Linked DNA regions of Mus musculus: region 2 is linked to region 1. Evidence: chromatin contacts called from public HiChIP or PLAC-seq data. All regions are on one chromosome and are shown on one strand. Each heading gives the region's core, a stretch centred on a gene start, on an enhancer-like site or on the middle of the called end of the contact. The rest is flanking DNA. Distances are from core to core; before and after follow the strand shown. Region 1 overlaps Dock7 (dedicator of cytokinesis 7). Region 2 holds the start of Atg4c (autophagy related 4C, cysteine peptidase).

What was found. HiChIP or PLAC-seq counts read pairs in DNA pulled down with a chosen protein or histone mark.
Region 2: a contact with region 1 is called in an H3K27ac HiChIP or PLAC-seq map of embryonic stem cells, with 6 read pairs. The contact joins the promoter of Atg4c here to the enhancer-like site in region 1. A contact is called at or near these places in 26 of 39 promoter capture datasets (the 3T3-L1 cell line, 3T3-L1-derived adipocytes, the C10 cell line and 16 more), 3 of 15 datasets of contacts at CTCF or cohesin (embryonic stem cells, large pre-B cells and pro-B cells), 78 of 484 Hi-C or Micro-C datasets (the 63-12 cell line, B cells, the BV-2 cell line and 36 more), 25 of 115 datasets of contacts at active chromatin or transcription factors (the NIH/3T3 cell line, VIP interneurons, acute myeloid leukemia and 11 more) and 5 of 9 other capture datasets (adipose tissue, embryonic stem cells, liver and 2 more).

The regions. Positions count from the first base shown.
Region 1 is chr4:98,948,008-98,951,881 of GRCm38.p6, reverse strand. The region is part of intron 43 of Dock7 (dedicator of cytokinesis 7); the gene reads left to right. Among named protein-coding and RNA genes, the nearest start is that of Usp1, 26 kb to the right of the region's middle. Within about 2 kb of position 2,346, at least 17 of the 459 cell types and tissues checked have an H3K27ac peak or open chromatin away from gene starts, as enhancers often do. A contact at or near this core is called in embryonic stem cells and trophoblast stem cells, where this site is marked.
Region 2 is chr4:99,192,056-99,195,677 of GRCm38.p6, reverse strand. It overlaps Atg4c (autophagy related 4C, cysteine peptidase), which reads right to left and starts at 1,744. Exons shown (of 11, transcript NM_175029.3): 1 at 1,226-1,744.

The sequences.
Region 1 (3,874 bases), core at 1,097-3,596:
TTTTCCAAAGCCCATTTATTATTCTCTAAATAATATGAAATAAATCATTTCCTATAACTCATTTAAAATATTTTTAAAAGAAAAAGTTAATTTCTGTGTGAAAATCTGATGACCATTTCACATCTTGTATACATCCATTTAGATGTATTCATTTGCCAAATAGTTATCAATCTGCTTGAAGAAATTCATCACCATAAGCTCATTTTTTCAAAACAATTCTTTTCAAATATTGATAACATAGTCACATAACATTTCTCTATTAAAAAAAAATACATCCTCTTCCTTTAAAGAGATTACCGTTCTCCATGTATCTTTTGGTATCCAGAACAGCTAGAGCGTAAAGTTAACTTTATAAAGATAAACTCTGATGCATCACTAAAGATATATTTATCCCCTATTCTTTGACCTAGAAGCATCTAAAATGATTGCCTTAAACTCATTACTAAATTGGATGAACATAAATGTGAGTTAATGCTTTGGCTTTGGTGTGCTCAGAAACACTGACTACAGTCTGGCTTCTGTACTAATGTTGAGGTAAATAGTATAATTCATTTAAGGAAATAAAACGAGTGCAGAATTAGAAACAACTGTAATTACAGTGGAGAGGAATGACCCTAAACAGGGAGTGTTTTGTTTCTGTTTTGTTTTGTTTCTTTTGTTTCAAGGATGGAGCATGGGATACTTTTAGGTTTCGGGGGGGGGGGGGATGTGTGATACAGGAAGAGAGAGAGAATGGGTAGAAAGCACTTGTGGGCCTTTAACTCTGGAACAAGACAATAGGTGTGCTGGCTGCAGGACCATTCAGAGGGAAGATCTGTGCATCCTCAGAAGTGCTTTGTAGAGTTGATGTCTTCCTGGTGGCAGACTGGAAGGTGGATCTAGTAGGACCTTGCTATACTGTTTTGGTTTGCCTCATCTGCTGGCTCTGTGGTTAGAAAACTGTAGGTGATACTGGATATGACATTTTTTCTGGGGATGGAGCTATATAATGACTAGAATTGAACTTCAGATTAGAAACTGGTTAGGCTGAATCTGAGATGAGGATGTCTGTTAAGCTACCACTTGATTTTTACATTGGCTTATGCAAGAAAGATCTGCAAAATACAGAAGTTATGGTAAAGGATGGCACTGCAATATAGAGATAAAGCAAACAGAGAAGGAGAAGTAATCCAACTCAGCAGGCATGGTGGCAGATGCTTTTAATCATAGGACTCAGGAGGCTGAGGCTGGAAGATCAAGGGTTCAAGGCCAGTCTTGGCTATATAGGGACTCCATGAAACCCTGCTTTAAAACTGGAACAAAACAAAAAAAATAAGTTAAAAATAAGTTGAATTACTTACAGAGCTTCACAGGAAATCTTAAGAAAAACACCAGAGAAGTGAAGACAACACAGAGGCCATTCTTGAGGCCTAGGTTTCTATTTGTGAGTGGACGGTGGGAAAGATGTAGCTGAAGTAAAGTTTTGATTTGGGTGTCACATAAAAATGCCAGAAATTGGGTTTTTTAAATTTTGTTTTATTTTGTTTTGTTTCATCTATAAGATGAGGATCAAAAAAGTGGTGTCAGTCACAGAATTCTGCCAAATATATTAACGTAATACATGTAGGCTGGGCATGCTGCTGCATGTCTGTAGGTTCAGCTATCTGTAGACTGAAGCAGGATGATTGGGAGTTCAAGGCCAGCAGCATAGGCTAAAAAACTAAAAAGAAAAGAAAGTTAATATAATACATATAAAGTGTTGCTAGCACAGCCAGTGCTCAGGCGTGTTGGAGATCGCTTGTGTTGCTGCTGTGTTTATACGATTGACATTACCATTACTCTCACGTGAAATCTGTTGGTTTTGTTGATGATGCTGATATAATGGGGATCAGACCCATAGACATGTCTAGACAAATACTGGAGTACTGAGCTATCCCTAGCTCCTGTTGAAATCAACATAAAATTTAAGCAAAAAGGTCATGTACAGTGGCACACCCTATAACCCCACCCATTCCAGAGGAGGGGGCAAAAGGATTACTAGTTCAAGGCCAATCTGGAAATTTTATCGAAGTCTTATCTCAACATAGAAAAGGAAAAGGAAAAAGAAATGAGGTGCCATCCATTGCTAGAGTGCTTGCCAGGGCATGGAAGGCACTGGATCAACCCCTCAAAGAAATCAGTTAATGAGTTGTTCCATTTAATATGTTCCCAAGTAGAAATCTCGGCCAGAAGAATCTGGCTGAAAGTGTTTAGAAAGAATAGGCCTAACGGAAGGAAAAGGAGATGAGCAATGTGTCCAATGCTGGCACGCCTGTGTGGAAGTCAGGCAGTGTAGGAAACAGCCAAGTGTCCTGGGGCAAGTGCTCCAGCCCAACAGGGCCCTTCCTTAGCAAAGAGAACAAAGCTAGACACATGTAAATGTGGCTGGTGTGGAATGTAGTTTGCTTTGCTGGTGCCTAGTCTCATCTTAACCTACAGAGCTAAGGAAAACATGAGTAAAACCACTTATGAAGAATAAGCTATATCTAGTGTGGGAGTGGTGTGAAATTCAGAATGAATTCTAAACAGTAAAGGAAATAATGCTAACTTACAGGAAAGTTATTCAAAACCAAAGCAGGTATCAAAACAAAAGAAAATGAAGTGGAAGGAATTGTTTTTGCTGCAAGTGAAGCTACATGATTGTGCTTTAAAAAGTGGGTACCGGCCTGTAGGTGAGCAGTGGAGAAATCTAAACCAAAACACCATTACTCAGACTATGAGCCGCTCTTGGTGTGTGCCCACCCTCTACAGCACACCCGTGTGCACACGCACCATCCAAGGACTCCTTGCCATTTTTCTGTTGCTCTTGTCTCCTGTGTTTCTATTGATTTTTCTCTGCTCCACCCACTCTGTTCTCCATTCTGTTCCTCAAATCCCTCAGGTCAGCTCTTGTCTCAGGGCCTCTGCACTGGCTCTCCATCTGGCTGGAGTATATTTCCCCAGAAATCAATGTAAATAGCTTTCTAGCTCTTTCCTCATCTGTCACTTGCTTGATGAGACCTCTCTCTGTTTCTCGCTGGTCAAGTCATATGTGATGTATACATATGCCTGATGTATCTTAGGTATTCCATCAATACTTGGATGGATGGTTGGATGATTTCCTTCACATATGTTCCCTTTTAGGATTGGAGCTAACTTTTTTTCCTCCTGTATCTACTGGAGAGGCCCCTCCTTTTTCCTCTGTCCACCTGCCCCCCCTTTTTAATGTTGAGCCCCGTGGATGGCTAGAACCCTAACTGTGATTTGGCTCCAACAAAATTAATCTTCTGTTCTTGATAGTACTCATTACAGTATGTACTAATTTAAATTGTAACATTTGATTTCATATTTTATTCTTTTGAGGAGGAAGTCTTATTTTTATTCTGTCAGTGAAGATATAGCTAAAATAACAATATCAATACAAAAAGTATGTTTAAAGAGGTAGTTAAGTTTTAGTCAGATTTAGGCAATGAGCCATAGGACCTTCCCAGTTAGGGCACATCACAAGATTGTGTGGGTTTTGGGATCATACGCATTATGGGGTGTCTCTGGAAAGACCAATAAAATTGAAGAAAGTTAGTATTATACCATGATTGAGAGTTGGAAAGTTTAGCTAAGGGAAGTGAATCCTAATTACTGTCTTTAAATATTAAGGATTGAAAATAATATTTTAACCTGGAAGCCTCTGAAGCCATACAGCTAGAGTATAATATTCTAATATTTTTGGTTTTCAGAAGGACAGTTTTTCGTGTGTGAAACATAGTTTGAAAGCTAACAATCACAGATCTGTAAGCAGTCATCTTAGGGCTTTCGCTTGTGTTCCATGCAGTGCCTTCTTGCCGTGATTGTCAAAGTAATATTGTTGCCGACTGCTGGG
Region 2 (3,622 bases), core at 495-2,994, 240 kb before region 1:
TATCTCTGTGTATAACATTAGCAAATAGCAATACAAAAGCATTAACCAATTCTATCAGACTACTAAGAACAAAGCTTCAAAAAAAGAGTTTCACAAAACATTTTTCAATATATTTGTATCCAGGCTAAAGAGTTAGCTCAGCAGTCACCAGCACTGGCTACTCTTGTGGATGACCTTGGTTCGATTCCCAGCACCCAAGGTAATCATCAGCAATTCCAGTCCCTAGAGATCACATACCCTCTTCTGACTTCAGGGGGCAGCAGGCATACCCATGATGAACAGACATATGTGTAGAAAAACACCCACATAACAAAATATTCTTTTTAAAATATATGTGCATCCCCTTTTATAGAAAAAGCATCAATTAAGGGGGCCTCTAAACTCATTTTACTAATGTAGACAATCCCTCACATTGCCCAGTTTTTAACTTCAGTTCTCAAATTCTTATGGCAGGTGAACCAGTTAATTAGCTTCAGACACTAGACTAATTAGAACTCTTCCCTAGTTGGAAAAATAAAAGCTTTATCATTTGAAACTCCGAAAATACATTTCAAAACCTTTCCAATCCCTCTGGGCACTTCCAAAGACTCATAATCTAATTAAAAGCCACAAGCAGCAGGCAGGAAAGATCACTCCTTTGTGTCTATCTGCTATCAACTGACACAAAATCAATTCCAAACTCCCAAGGGAATGTAAGGTCAGAAAAGGTAAACAAACAGAAGGAAATCTTCACCTAAGTAATTCAAAGATTAAAAAGCTATAAAATAATACAGTCTTAGCCCCGAGGTCGCAATGAACCTCGTGTGGAAAAGTAATCAATAAAGATAACAAAAATATACGACAAAAACCCTAAGAAAATAAACTCAAGCAGAGTTATGCTGAGCTGACCCAGTGATGTCGGGTCATCGCACGGAAGATTGTAGTCTGAGTTTCCAACTTCAATAACCCTCAGATGTGGGTGGGCATGTGAGAATGAGCAAAAGCCGGTCTATGAAGTCAGCGTTATTAGCACAGCCAGGGTATATAATGCTACAGATTGCGGTTTCAAACAACGAAAGGGGCAACGGGGCTACAGACGGACAGATTGAGATCTAACATTTCCCACACATACACTCTTTTTGTTTTAAATGAAGAGAAACAAGGAAGAGTCAATGGGATACGGCGGCTAGGGAGAAAACCTTTCCTGGTCAAGAAGGGTAGAACAGCCGGCCACTGGAAGGCTTACAGTTCAAAGGGCGAGGAGGAGTCGTCAGAAGATAACCCTCAGGAGGAAGCAGAATCGAGAGAGGCTCCAAAACCCTCCAGGAACCCAGACGGTTGGCCACGGGTCTGCACCAAGGGCAGGGCCGCCCCCAGAACCGGCCATTCGTAGACTACAAACACCAAGCTCCAACCTTCTCCACTCCGCCAGCCTCGAGCCGACCCCTCGGCGACACGGGACTGGATAACTGTACAGCCGCGCAGGAGTCCCCACACCAGACGCGCGTCGGCTCCAGCAGCCGCTCCGAACAGCGCGTACGCACCGCAGGACGTGCGGCCCGCGGCCCCGCGCGGCCACCGTAGCACAGCACACCGAAGCCTCCGCAGGCCGCGGTCCTGCAGGAAGCCCTGTCGGAGACCCTAAGCTCCCGGGCTGCAAGCTCAGAGCCTAGAGCAGTTCATTTGTGAGGGGCAGGCCCAAGTTAGATTTACAGCTGTCCCTCGTAACTGTAACTACTGGACTTCAGCTACTACCCGCCACGCACGGTGAGCGTCTGCGGTTTCGGGACTACAAGATCCAGCATGCACAGAGCTCTGGGTCCTTAAAACCAAGCCCACTTGGATTAAAAGACTAACAGTCTGTCTACTCCAAGGCAAGCTGTGGTATGGGGTATTGATTACATCCTGGTGGAGCATTCAGTTTTCACATTCAGATTCATGTTAAGAATTACAGTACAGGACCTGCCTTTAAAAAAAAAATCGGGAGAGATATACTAAATGATGTCAACATGTAATTCTACTAATATATTGTTTTCAGTAACGCAGACTGTTGGAGCAATACATAAGAAATAAGAGCAGAAACTACAAGGGGGAAAAAAATCAACAATCTCTGCTACCAGACAGTTAAACAGTTAAACATCGAGAGAATGAACGCCTTCTGGAATACAAAATATGTTCTTTGAATTTTAACTGTTTCACGATTAGAATTGAGTGGCGTTTTATTTGAAGATAGGGACTTGCAATACAGCCAGACTGACCCAGAACTCATTATCTTCTCTCAATCCCCTAGTGTTGGAATAAGAGATCTGTGCTAGGACGCTGGGAAAGTTATTTCATGTTAGTCTCATGAAAACAGTTGCCTAGAATTAATTACTAGAGCAATTTATTCACCAGTCACATGGGCCGGACAGGGGTATAACAAGACAACAAGAGGGTCATTTATTAGCATAGATAACAAGGTATCTGCTCCTTTGTCTGCTTGGATAGTTTGTTTCATATTTTGAAATGCAGAACACTTTCTGATGACTTGGAGAGGAGATAGCACAGATCTCACAAGCTGTCCTTCTCATAACTTCTATAAGGACTTGTATGAGGGTTCTCTAAGAAGCAGAACTGATAAGAGGAGTGTATATTAGACTTGCTTACAGGATGTGGTCCAGGTAGTTCAACAATGGCTGTCTCACACTGAAAAGGCCAAGACTCTGGTAATTGGTCCATGAGGCTACAGGTCTCAGAAATCCCATTCTGGCACTTGGATCCTGGAAGATTCCTGGAGCACTGTCTTCATTTCAATTCCAAAGAAATTGGATTTAGTACTGGCAGCAACTGGACAAATAAACTTGCCAGCAAAGGTGGGGCAAATGGATGTAGAACAGTTTCCTTCCTTTTTTTTATTTGGACTGCTACCAAAAAAATGTGGTCTAAATTTAGAGTGGGTCTTTCTTCTTCAAATAATCTGATTAAGAAAACTCCTCACTACAGTACCCAGCAGCTTTGGTCTGAATTAATTCTAGATGTAGTCAAACTGACCACCGAGATTTACCATCACACATGTGCTACCAGAATGGCTGTATTTTAATTTTTTGTCATACTATATTAACAAACCATGAGAACCGAGGCTTGGATTTATATGCTAACTATAGAAAAGTATGGTATATTATATGTATACCACAAGCAGAGGCTTTCTGCAGATTTATGGTAAAACAAACTTTTTAATTGGTTAGAAAAGGAAACGGTAATGCCTTACATTTTTACAGTCTCACAAGGGAGTCACAGAGGGACTTTCTATTCTCTAACACTGGCAAGGAATCCACTACCATATAAACCCCTTTCCGACTCCAGTGTGCTAAATTATGCAGTACAAGCAAGTAAATATTTAAAATCTATGATCATGGAAAAGAGTCTGCTGCTTTTCATACTCATGCACCAAACTGGAATTGCAGTGGGAGAGAACATTTCCAGTAGTGACTGGGTGGGAATGCTGATGAACTATAGTTAGGGGGAATGGGATTCACTGGTGTTTGTGGTAAATAAACACTAAGTTACAGTGATATTAAGGAAGCTTTTGAAATATGCTTCATTTCTGGTAGACATGGTTCTAAAGCAGTTTTAATGTTCAATTGTGTAAAGGAAGAGGGGTTTA